Linked DNA regions of Zea mays: region 2 is linked to region 1. The links are chromatin contacts, called in public Hi-C maps. All regions are on one chromosome and are shown on one strand. Each heading gives the region's core, a stretch centred on a gene start, on an enhancer-like site or on the middle of the called end of the contact. The rest is flanking DNA. Distances are from core to core; before and after follow the strand shown.

Evidence for each region. Hi-C and Micro-C count contacts between places; a contact is called where the count stands out from the background.
Region 2: a Hi-C map of bundle sheath shows a contact between it and region 1, with 3 times the contacts expected there. The contact joins two enhancer-like sites. A contact is called at or near these places in 4 of 25 Hi-C or Micro-C datasets (bundle sheath, leaf and tassel).

Annotation. Positions count from the first base shown.
Region 1 is chr7:116,713,947-116,720,735 of Zm-B73-REFERENCE-NAM-5.0, forward strand. No RefSeq gene overlaps it. Among protein-coding and RNA genes, the nearest start is that of LOC100193910, 63 kb to the left of the region's middle. Within about 2 kb of position 4,160, at least 19 of the 20 cell types and tissues checked have an H3K27ac peak or open chromatin away from gene starts, as enhancers often do. A contact at or near this core is called in bundle sheath, leaf and tassel, where this site is marked.
Region 2 is chr7:116,852,119-116,858,132 of Zm-B73-REFERENCE-NAM-5.0, forward strand. No RefSeq gene overlaps it. Among protein-coding and RNA genes, the nearest start is that of LOC103632738, 71 kb to the left of the region's middle. Within about 2 kb of position 1,578, at least 18 of the 20 cell types and tissues checked have an H3K27ac peak or open chromatin away from gene starts, as enhancers often do. A contact at or near this core is called in bundle sheath, leaf and tassel, where this site is marked.

The DNA.
Region 1 (6,789 bases), core at 2,910-5,409:
GTTTGAGCAAATTTGCACACCGGACAGTCCGGTGTGAAACGGACATCCCATATGCTACTGCATTTTTTAAGCAATTCCGACTTCATATTATGGGCATAACTTTTAGCTCTGAACTCCAATTTTGATGATCTTTGACTTTTTGGAAAGCTTATAAAATTATCTACATCTCAGAGTTGAAGCCATGTCACTTTGAGTAGATTTGATTTTGTGAAACACTTCCAATTCAGTCAGCCCTTCCTCTCAACTTTGTCAACTTCACTTTTGTTTTGCATCTTTGTATCTCACTTCTACTTCTTGATGTGTTGGACTCTTAGCATGTATAAAGTGTCTTCATTATGACTTTGTAATGTCTTATATGGGTCTTATAATGTCTTCTTTGAGGTGTTGCATCCTTAGAGCCTCAGTCCAATCCACTTCGCATCATGTGAACTACAACACAAAAACACTTGGGAAATACATTAGTCCACAGGTTGTGTTGATCATCAAACAACAAAACCTATTGAGCTAAATGGCCTGAGGTCCATTTTCCTTAGAAGAGTGCAATCCGTTTGGCGGATAATCCTGTTGAACACAGCCGCACTAAGCACATAGACATCCGACATCACTTTCTGAGAGGCCACCAACAAAGGGGAGATATCGATATTTATCATATTAGCACCGAGAACCAGCTAGCTGACATCTTCACCAAGCCTTTAGATGAGAAAAGGTTTTGCATGTTGCGTAGTGAGCTAAATGTCTTGGATTCGTGGAACTTGGATTGATCTACAACATACATGTGTTTTATGCCTTTGATCATGTAACTTTGAGCATTACTATCTTTACTTTCTTATTTTTTGGTGCTCAAGTTGTACATGTCATCCTCGGACCTCACAAGTCCTTATGCAAATGATGCAGATGTTTAGGGGGAGGATGTATAACAACTTTATCCTTTGCGACTAATGTGTTTGCTTGAGTAATATTAATCTAGTCTCAAAGATGGAATTGAAAGGAAAAAGATGGGCTTGGACAAAGAAGGGGCTTCCACTGCATTCTAGTATCAATGTATCTTGTCCTGGGTCCCTATCTATGTTTTCTCATTGCCTTTGGTTTTACTTGTGATTTGTGTAAGGAACTGGGGTTAAGGGGCCAAATAGTTCTTCTATTTTGGTGCTTAATGCCAAAGGGCGAGAAATTATGTGACAGAACCTCCCAAGGTATTAGGCCCACCTATAGATGTCCTTGTCCTAAGGTCCTCAGACAGTCATGCAGGTGCGCATAATAACTCGGCAAGTTCGGTTATCTGTATCTTCATCATATCGCCCAGGAGCGCTTAACCCATCACACAGATATTACACATAATCAGAGTAGAGAATGAGCGAAAAGGATTACAATAATATACTTTACATTCATATAAAATTATAGAAAGAGTAGTTATTACATAACCGGGTGTTCGAGTGTGGCACTTATTATTACATTACTGGGAGGCAAAACACCCTCCCCAAATAAGTCTAGCGTTCTTCCTTTTGCTTGGGCACCACCTTGGAGCAGAAACAACAGAACTCAGCTCTTTCATCACCTACAACAAGATGGGTTTGAAAACCCTCAGTACGGAGTGTACTTTTGCAAGTCTTACCCGTCAAAGGAAAAGACTCTCAAGGATATGCTGGCCTTTGGGATTCAAGGTAAAGTTTATCACGATTCAAAGACTCTGTTTGCAGAAAAGCTTACTATGAGTGGATCTTTAAAAATCTATTTTTATTAATAGGTTAAGTAGTTATCTGCATCTAGAATTCTTTCTATCCTAGATCAAGCACTTGGCCTATATATACTAGCCGTCTTTTATCGACCCTTCAGTTCACTTGATTGCTACGTGTAAGTCAATGACCAAGTCTTCATGTCCGAGAAGTAACGACGAACAGAATCGATTAATACCCAGCTGGGGATCTCCAACCACACGAAATATGTAGCACTTAACCCTTGCATATGTCAACTCGCCACCGGGTTTCTCAAGACAAGAATGGGTTCATGCCAACCGAGAGCACAGATACACCACCGCCCAGCATCTTGCCACAGAGGGTACATGCTACTCTCGCCATCTCTCCACTCCCATTGCGTGGTGGCCTTTCTGCTATTGGTCCGACCGAAGCAAAGCTTACCCATGACGAGGCATGTGGCCAGATAAAAGGTCCTCGATCATCAAGCCTACATCGGTTTGGTCCTTAATCGACTTAGATGGAGACACTACACCGAGACACCCTTCTCATGAAAGTCACCCGCCCGGTCTCGTTTTTATCATTTAAAACCCAAAGTTTGGTACCTGACAGAGGTACTTCTTTTCAGATGTGGAACCCATCACGGCCATGACGGATTCATCATCATAAGTATTTTCTTTGTAAAAATCCCCATCCAATATGAAGCATCACCTTTTGTTTTAAAACAAAACATTTTGTTTTTCTAAAGCAAGGCTAAGCATCATAAAAATCCTTTTCATAACAGGGTATCAAGGGATGGTAATCAATTTTTCATGGAAGGAAATGCATCAATTGTTTATCACACAACTCCTATCACCTAATGCATCAAACAAGGTGATAAAGATTTTAAATCAACAATGAAAGGGATAATGCACCGGGGCTTGCCTTGCGTTGCAAGAGGTTCCGGGTCTACTCCACAGATGTCGAAGTAGAAGTTGTTATCGGCTGGAGGTTTCTCAGCTTGAGTGACAACTTCTTCAACCACAGTTTCTTCCTCGTTTTCTATACATGACAATACATGTACATGAATGTTTATGTGATGTCATGAATATGCAGTTACATAATAGAAACATACTAAGTTGTATCTTGAATACAACTTTCCTTCACGGTATACACTAATCACTAGGGTTTCCTAAGTTGGTATTCTATTAGTGTTAAGTAAATTAACTCTAGGAGGCTAGTTATTGGGGTTGTGACCAAACAGTGTCCGAATCATTTCAAACTTCACCCAAGGTTTTCAATCATCATACTAAGCCTACCCAAAAAGTTATACCATTTTTGGAGCTACTAAATTATTTCTAAAACTCTAAAAGGCTTGGTTTGAGCATTTTTAAATGCTACATAATTATAGGTTTGGAATAAAAATCTTGGAACTATTTTTTATTAAATACTAGATAATTTTAGGAGTCTAGCAAAATTTGTTTCATAATTTTATCATTTTTCTACTATTTCTACACATTTCCTAATCTGCCAGCAAAAAGAAAAAGAGAAACAATGAATAATGTTGGGCTCAATTCAGCCCAAGTCGGCCCGCGAACAGGGAAAACACGTAAGCGCCCACGCTGGCGAATTTGCGCAGAGACCCTCGACCTATTAAATAAACCGTAAAGAGTCCCTAAGCACTATTCATATGTTTCTCTGACCATTGCACTTAAGCCCCTGCATTTCTATTCCTTCACACATCAAGTCCCTGGCGACGGCACGCCAAGCACATGGTCGGAGCCGTGCATACCCATTGTCGAGGACGTGCTCCGATGGTGCCGAGCATGCGGACACCCTCAGGGATGTAACTCGAGCCTATTCACGCGCTTAATTTGGTCAGAGCACCCTTAACTCAGCTACCCGCGGTGGCAGTGGAACCGGATCACCGGCGTGACTTTACCGGTGCACCCGAGCCGGTCTAGCTAAATCCAAGGATGCGGAAGGACTGAGTGGCTTACTATGGTTATGGTTCTTGCGCAAACTTGGACGGAAACTACCCGGAACGGCCGGTCTACGTGAGCTATGTCCGCGGCGGCGTTCTCGGACAGTACCATCGCCCGTTCTCTACACTATGGCACGGTAGCGTTCAATCAGTCGAGACCAAGAGCTGTCCTAGCGTCAAAGGATGCATAAACGCAAATGAGAGGGACATGAACGGACCTGCAGATGGCTGGCCACGGCGCGAGGTCACACGGCGGCGTTCTTGGCCGATTTGGGGGAAATTCCAAATTCGGGGGCTGTGTTGGCTAATCGGGAGCGAGGAACGGTGCACTAGCTTCGTAACAAGATAGCGGAGCAGGCCGAACACTCAATTTATAGAGGGCGACCATGAGTACGACGAATTTGGACGGAGAAGAGCTTGCGGTGATGAGAGAATGAGTCACCAGAGTTTATCTGTCGTGATGCTCACTGGGGCAAAGGCTCGAGATAGTAGTTGGCCGTTCATCATGACTTACTGTGACGTGGTACTATGGCATGTAGCGTGGCAGACTCCAGTAAACGGCGGTCACGACGGTGGTGGTCACGCGGCCACATTGGCGGGCAAGTGGGTACCATGAGGTCGGCTCGATCCACTCCCCGCCGATCTTTTCACGTCCGCGGTAATATCCTTCCTAATCCCCACACGAATCACTACGACCAGCGAATCCTGACGCGGAGATCACCTGCAGCGAGATACACTGCACCTGCGATTTTGTTCAGTTACTGTACCATGCGATCCTCATCAGTGCGCCTGACAGAGCGAATTGAAGGGTTTCGTTCTCCAATTTTCATGTGACAACTCACTAATCCTACTACAACAAAGTTGTTGCCTAATATACCAGTTTTAACTTTGTTATAGGGTGCTTGATTAGATACTCATCGAATCATGCGCAATTCGATCTCAAAGTTCATCAGAATACACTGCCAGTCAAGTTTCAGCATCTAATGTGACTGATAGTCCAACTTCAGGTCCATTTTTCTCCAATTTCCAGGTAGCTCTAGGGCTAGATCACTTAATCAAACTAGAAATACTAAAATAGCTCTATAAGTTTGTTGTAATGACCCATGGCAAAATCACCATGGTTTAAGAGATAATAGGATCTGAACTTAGCCTGATATCACTAGTTTCAGAGCTAACCATATGAGCGCCTTTGAGACTTTTTGCAATTTACTCCAAATTGTTCCACAAAACTTGCAAATCTCCAAATGTAAAAGTTGCTTAATTTTTGATACTCTACCACTTTGACATAGGCACTTTGGTCCAAAAGTGTAGAAGGCTTTTTACTTGGTTATGACTCAAACACAAGGGCATATAGAGTCTTCAACAAATCCACTGGATTAGTTGAAGTTTCTTGTGACATTGTGTTTGATGAGACTAATGGCTCCCAAGTGGAGCAAGTTGATCTTGATGAGCTAGATGATGAAGAGGCTCCGTGCATCACACTAAGGAACATGTCCATTGGGGATATGTGTCCTAAGGAAGACGAAGAGGCCACACAAGCACAAGATCAACCGTCATCTTCCAATCAAGCATCTCCAACAACTCAAGACAAGGATCAGGCTCAAGGTGTTGAAGAAGAAGATCAAGAAGATGAGCCACCTCAAGAAGAGGTCAATGATCAAGGGGGAGATGAAGATAATCAAGACAAGAAAGATGAGCAAGAAATTTAGGGTCAAAGACTACCACACCCAAGAGTCCATCAAGCAATTCAACGAGATCACTGTAACACCCCAGGTGTTACTTAGGGTGTTCAACCAAGGCTACACTATTAAACCTATCATCACATGTGGTTTAGTTTGAGCAAAGTGCCCCAAACTTGGAGATCAAGATCCTAAGTAAGTGTAACCCATCTTAGATGTCATGCCTTGGCTTATTATGCAAGTATAGAGGGGAGAATTGCCCAAACCCTAATGCAAACCCCTTTGGACAATGGGAACCCTAGAAGTAAGTATGACCAAAGGGTTATGAAAACCACATGATCATGACTTGGGCTAATTATAAAAGTTGTAGTACACTTAATACCCTACAAATAATAGTAAGAAAGTAACCCCAAAAATATTTCAGAAAAACCCCAAAAGGTTCACCAAGGTTTGAGCATGAAAGAAAAATCAGAAATTGTCTAAGTCCAAAAACCAACCTTTGGCCAAAGATCAGACAAGTTCACCCTCATATAAACTTCAAAAACATTTGACCCAATTGACAAATTGGCACCAAAATACCCCTAGAATACCCTGGAAAAGTTTGAACCCAACCCTAAGTCGTTTGACACTACTTGGCACAAGTTTTGTCTCGGTTTGGACAGCACTGACATAGCCGACTTCCCACCCCCATATCTCTCTAACCCGACCACATCTACCCTTGGAACTCACATGAACTAGGTAGCTCTAGGTGCAGGGAAGAGATCTCTCAAAGGTCCTAGGGCAAGATTCGTATGTTTTGGCCGCTCAGCAGAGGGAAGAACAAGGGCAGAAGCAATGAGCCACGTGTTCGACGCGCTCTGAGCCGCCAGAGCACGCCCGACGCGCGCCCCCGCGTGCCCCGCGTCGCGCCAAGGCCGAGCCAGCGTCGTTGCCCGCACCCACGCCTATAAAGCCCACCGAAGCTTCAATCGTACTCCCCCGCGTGCTCTCGACCTCACCCGAGCCAGAGATCACCAGCGTTTGCCCTGCACACGGCGTGCCTGTGGCCACCCGATCCCCCGCCACCGTAGACCGGCCAGCAGAGCCATCCCCGACCCCGTCCAACCTTCGGAGTAGACTGTGTGTGCCTTGGTGAAGCTCCCCGCGCAAGGAATCGAACTTTGCCTCGCCGGAGAAGCCAGTCCACACTCGCCGGACTTCACCCTATCGCCGGTGAACGTAGACTGAGCTCCACGGTGAGTTGTTCTTCAATTCCTTACACAAGTTGACTCATCAACACCCTATGAGGCTCCCCGTGCCATTGGATTGACCTATGTCGCCGTGGTTAGGCCGGAGCCCTCGCCGCCGACGAGTTCACCAGCCTGCGCGCGTGGACAGGTCGATTCCGGCCACCACCGTCGTCGAGCCGTACCTCGCTGTGACCGCCAGGACCTCCCGGAGCCAACCCCGCCCTTGC
Region 2 (6,014 bases), core at 328-2,827, 140 kb after region 1:
AGGCAAGCAAGACGAAAGAGGGAGCCTGGATTTCAGTGGCCCCCGCCCCCATGCTTGTTGGTGGCTCGGATACCGCCGCCGGAAGTGGACGGTGAGCGCGAGGTTTTCGAGCTGAGGGCCATGCATATGCGCGCACGGCCGTCGCCAAAGAGGGGCGCGGACGGCACGTACGTAGCAGGGGGGGGGGGGGGGGGGAGGGTGTAAGATACGATCGAATCGATCTAGCACTCTAGTTCAGCTACTTTCTTGCATTGTGTCGCTTTCCAGCCATGGATGGGGCCGCGCGATGTGCACAGGTGAAAAAAAGGGGTTCCTTCCTCGCTTTGGAGAGCAACGATGCTAAGCAAACTCTGTGCCGCCGGAGGAGCGTGGACGTACCTCGTCACGCAGAGGGCCAGAGGCAGAGCCGAATATTGCAGCAGCCTTGCGGGCGATAAGAAGATCACACGCGACGGAAAGCGGGGGCCGAAAGCAGCGTGGGCGTCGTCGGCCGAGAAGGATGTACGGTCACGGTCAGCGTTCTCGTCGTCGTCGGCTGTCTCTATTTTGCGCGGTGTGGGTGTGGCCGCGTGGGAACGGGAGGCGCCGAGACGGCCGTCGTCGAGATGGATACATGCATGCATTTGGGCTTCTGCGTACATTTTGGTTCGGCTGCTGCTTGTCGCGGTGCGGCCGTCGTCGGCGCGCGCGGGAACGCGCCGCCGACTTTGCTACGCACTAGCACCTCGTCGTCGTCGGCGGCGGTTGGTTACGTTCTCTTGTCATGCTTTTCCGTCCCGGCGCTTGATTGACTCTTCTGCTGCGGACCGCGTCATCGTCATGGGATGGGAACGAAGCAAGGCCAGCTAAGGTCGTTCCTCCAGAAAAAAATAAAATAATGTTCTCTGCTGAGTTGAGATGATGTCAGGGTAGGCATCGGTTACAGATTCGCTGATGCACACTGCAACCGAATAAGAGGTTTGCTGTTACTTTTATGCCTCCTCGAGTAGTTGTGTCTGTGTACCCCACGGACGAATCTAAGTTTAGGTGGAACAAATTATATCGATTGAGGAGGCTGTTAGAAAGTATTTTACATTATTTACTTGGTGATCAGCTAAAAAAATTAGTAGTTTTTTTTTTGAAATTTGGGGAGGATTAGGGATTTAAGAGCATGCTCGATCTCGGAGCGGTTCGTCACTAGCGTCGGCCCGGGGTCGAGCAGTGCCTTTTGGTGATGAATATACAACGATTTGTAATTTAGGTTATTTAGAATGATGATTCAATGTTTCATATTTATATGCTATTAACTTATTATAAAATATAATAATAATGGTTAAAGTGCATCTCACGAGCTGAGTCAGTTTTTTTTTTCCAGCTCGTTGAATGGACGAACTAAACCGAGTTTGGAGCTCGTTTCTAACCCTATCTGTAAGTGTCGGTACTGGGCCGGAAGCTAGCCTCTTTGAAAGATGACGTATTTTTGCTCCGGGGAAAAGGAGAAGATGGCCGATGTGACTGGTGAAGCCCATTGCAGGCTCGCAAAGTCGCAACGCCAGATATGAGAGACCCTAAACCTTCTCTGTCTCCTGGATACTTTTGGGCTTCTGCACAGGCCCATTAACGTGAAAGAAATTGACATTTTATGGATCAGGCTCGTATATGGTACATTAGGCCTCCTTCGTCGTTTGCACTTCGATGTGATAATTTTCCAATGTGAAATGTGCACTGTCACTTGTTCACGTGAATTTCGATTTCGTCTGGAAGCTCAGTTTTTATTTATAAGAACTTGTTGAGCACTATATTTGATAGTGGCAACGAATGGACGGGTCCGGCCATGTGGTTCGAATGGTACGTATCGGGCGGACTGCAAATGTAGCTCGAACGATCCACAAATAGATTAAATAAAGTGAGAGTCCTTGTCTTGCACGTGTTTATCCAACTAAGCACGTAAGCATCGATTGGGATAGGTCTAGAAATAGGTCCAGACCTCTTTCTATATATAAAGGGAACAACCGATTGAAACACAATACATTCGAACCAATCAATCTATTATCATTGCCTTTAACAGTAGTAATTAATCTTTTTCATCCCTAATCTTCACTACTCTTCGACTCTACCGTCTAGAGGCATCTTAGGTGGCATGCTGACCACAAGACAGCTCTGGAATCTTTCTTCCCTGACGGGTCGCCTCCGAGGGTGACAGACTCTACCAGCAGTACAACTGAGCCCACGTACCAGATATTAAATCAAGAATAACAAATATTACACTTTATTTTAGTCAAAAGACTAAAAAGGTATGAGTTGAAAAAGAGCTCGACCTCTTCTTTTAATAGGTCGCTCGGTCGTTCGTCCTACTGCAGCTAGCGAGGTGATACTAAGTGTAAGCGCTGCGCTGTGTAATTTCCTGTCATGTTATATTTGGATGGTTTTTCATGGTTTATCTGTGTAGTAACGACACACTAGTAGACGAGAAGAGATGGAAAAGAACATATCTAATTTCACATGTGTGAGGTAACGATCACTGAAAGACGAGAAGCTAGAATAAGAATAGGTTTGCGCTTTGCGGATGACACACAAAACTAATTTTTATAGGAGTAGAGACATGGCAGACGTGGTGCCCTACATCCGTGCGCACGAACGCGTAAGTGGCAGCGCTATCCCACTACGACTTTGTTTAGTACTCTAATATTCACCCGATACATATGTATTGAAGTGGATTGAGTGTAAATTAACCTAATTTTCACTCCAATCCACCTTAGGCCTTGTTCATTTCACTGTTAATCCATCTGGATTGGGTGATATTGAGTCGTATAGATGTCCAAACAGTGCGGGCCGCCCGTTTGGCCCGTGGCACGACACGAATTTAGCCCGATCCAAACATGGCCCGACACGGTCGGTTACGGGCCCGGGCCGGCACGACCCGTTTAGCGGGCCGGGTATGGGCAGATACGGCGGCCCGCGTGCTTTGGCCCGGCCCGGCCCGATAAATGGGTCGGCCCGACGGTGGCCCGCATATTTATGTAAATATTAAATATGTAAATACATTTAATTCTTTCATAGTATGTAAATACTAAATACGCGGCCAAACATATATAAAATGCATACATAAATATTTTGTTGTCTTAATATATATAAATAATATGCTATTATATATATTAATTCTGTTAAATATATGTATTTATATACCGTTCTACTGTTGGTTCGGGCCAGTGCCCGGTCCGGTCCGTTGAGGCCCACCGGGCCAACGGGCCGGCCCGGCACGATTTTTCCCTGTGCGTGCCGGGTTTGGGCATGTCCTTAGGCACGTGGGCCAGCCCGACCTGGCCCGAAGCATCAACGGGCCGTGCTTGGCCAGGCCCTATTCGTACCGGGCCGAAACGGGTTCGGGCCGGGTCCGTGCCGGGTGGCCTGTTTGGACATCTATATTGAGTCGGTTTAAATCCATAGCAAGTCAAAATACATCCATATCTATTCCAATACATTCCAATCAATATAGAATTGACGGAACGATTGAGGTGAATACTATAGTATCCAAACAAGACCTTGGAACAAGCTCCGTACTACGCTCAGCATGCATCAGCTCAGCGTCCGAAGACTCGGACAAAACAACAGCTATCTGCTGTCCAGTTTATGACTGACGAAACTGGAGAACGAGACATAGCTATCCAGTGAGCAGACAGGTTACATTTGACACACAGAACCTTGTAGGTTGCGAAGTCACATAGACAATGCAATAGTATGAGCCGGGAAGTCTCTGGCGTACCTCGTATTGCCATTCGTTGTGCAGTGCCCGTCCATGTTTTTGCTAATTGTAAAACCACAGGAAAACCCACAAAAAAAGGAGATCACCATTCACCAGTCCCGGTGTCCAGTCGTTATATTTCTTTCATTTCTCATGTGCACAGTATCAAGCTATATCATTCATTTACTACTGCAATTTAAGTCAAGTGCACAGTATCAAGCTATATTTCTTTCATTTTCATGTGCACAGTATCAAGCCATATATCATGTTCAGTCGCTATACAAACAACAACAATTCAAAAGAAAAAAAAGAGAGAGAAGATGTTGTCGTCCCCGCCAGGCTACAGCTAGCCCTAGGATAAAAACAAGCGGCGGGCCCCGGGCACGCAACCCTCGTTCGTTGGGCTCATTCGGCTGCTGACGGTCGATCCGGCCAGGACGCAGAAGCTGCCTTGGAGTTGGCGTGGCGATCGCCGTCGTCGCCCGTCGGCATCCCAGGCCGCGGCCTGCCACGTGCCCCGTCCGTACGTCGAGCTTGGAACGGGCGGCGAGAGGGAAGCGCATTTAAAGGCGGGAGAGCGAAGTGGCAACTGGCAGTGGCAAGTCAAGTGTTCCGGTGTCCCAGTACGGAGATGGACTTTTCTTCTCCTCGCATGAGTAATGCGGCCAGCAGGAGGTGCGGGTTGTTCTAGACGATGGATCGAGCGGGACACCGTACCGCCGCGCGTCATCGTCGCCGGACGCCGGTCGATTTCGATGCGGCGAGATAGGGGCTCGCTCGTTGAATTGCCTGAACGCGATTGGTAGTAGGATACAGATACACGCAGCGTTGCAGTTTGTGAGCGTAGCTGGCTTGGTTTGCTGCTACGTCGCTGCGTCAGCAAGCGACCTGGGCTCGCTGCCAAGCCGCCCCCACTAACTCCAACAGAGCCAAGTTGCTTCGCCATCTCCATGCATGCACCCTTTTCGATGGTGCTCACTTTATCAGCAGACCACAGCTTGCCACAAACCGATGGCCGAGTGATCATACGCAGACAACACACACAGTTTGTCAGTTTCCTAGCTCATCCTTGTCGATCGTCCAGAGACTTCCTCGCCATGTCTCTTCTCCCCCCTACGTGTCGTACTACACCCAACTTACTTGGCTGCAAATGGAGTCGTTGCTCTCCGCACGCAGGCAGGAACAGTAACGCTACTAGTACTACTGTTCTGGGACACAGAGAATCTGATGGATTGAGAGAGAGAGAGCTGAGGACCGTACGTCATAACGGTTTGGTCAGACAGCTAACCGAATAGGCCGTTGCATCGCAGTAAAAGAGGCGTCGTTGCAGTCACCATTGACTCGGCGACGACGCACAGGCACACATGTGTGGCCGTTAGAGCTAGCAAATGGCGCAGCTAAATAAGCGTCACATCCGCGCCGCAGCCCCCGGTTCACATATGTGTCGTTGCCGCTCTCCCCCGTACCTTTTGTGTGTTTTGTCGGCCGAGGGATTGTTCGTTTCAGATTAAAGACGACCGTGTTTGAACCGTCTTCTACTCTCATTGATTTTCAAAGAGAGTTCGCTGCACGTACTGAAGATCTAGATCGACGCAGGGACCAAAAAAAAACTAACATATCTCAGAGAGATTTATTAGTTGCACTCTCTTCTCTGGGTGCGAAAATTTAATATGTGTGCAGAGCAAAGCACTCCTATAGAATATGCGTACGCCACAGTCGACTAGGGTTGTCACTTGTCAGGTCAGCCTATAAATTGTCAAATTGATTGTACATGACGTGCACAATTTGAAGACAAGAAACAATTTAAAGACAAGAAATAAAAAAAATGAGGTACCTCATCCAGCGGCCGTAGACACGTCTGTGTCGCTTACGTGTACACTAACCACATGCCATGTCCGTGGGCCAGCGGGCCTTTACTAGGCCCATTAATTTTAATTTATTTAATTGTCAGATTTTCTATTACTTTATAAGATAAGATAGAGAGCATACGACGACTTTGGAATAAAGGGATTTCAGAGAAATTATATACATATTTTACATAAATCAGTTTATTATTTCTCACGGAAAAAATACATGAAACAGAAAAATGCACGTATTCCAAATGATGCCACAAGGACATGTACAATAGATGTCTTGAGTTGCGTCTTCGAGTTTGTCTAATAGGGTAAATGTAAAAAAACTCAAGACACGTATCTTGATGAAGACATCGTGTCTTGGTTCTATGCTCAATTGGTCAATTTAATTTATTGAACGTTCTGATTGGTGCAATGAATATAGTAAGACACATGTTTTA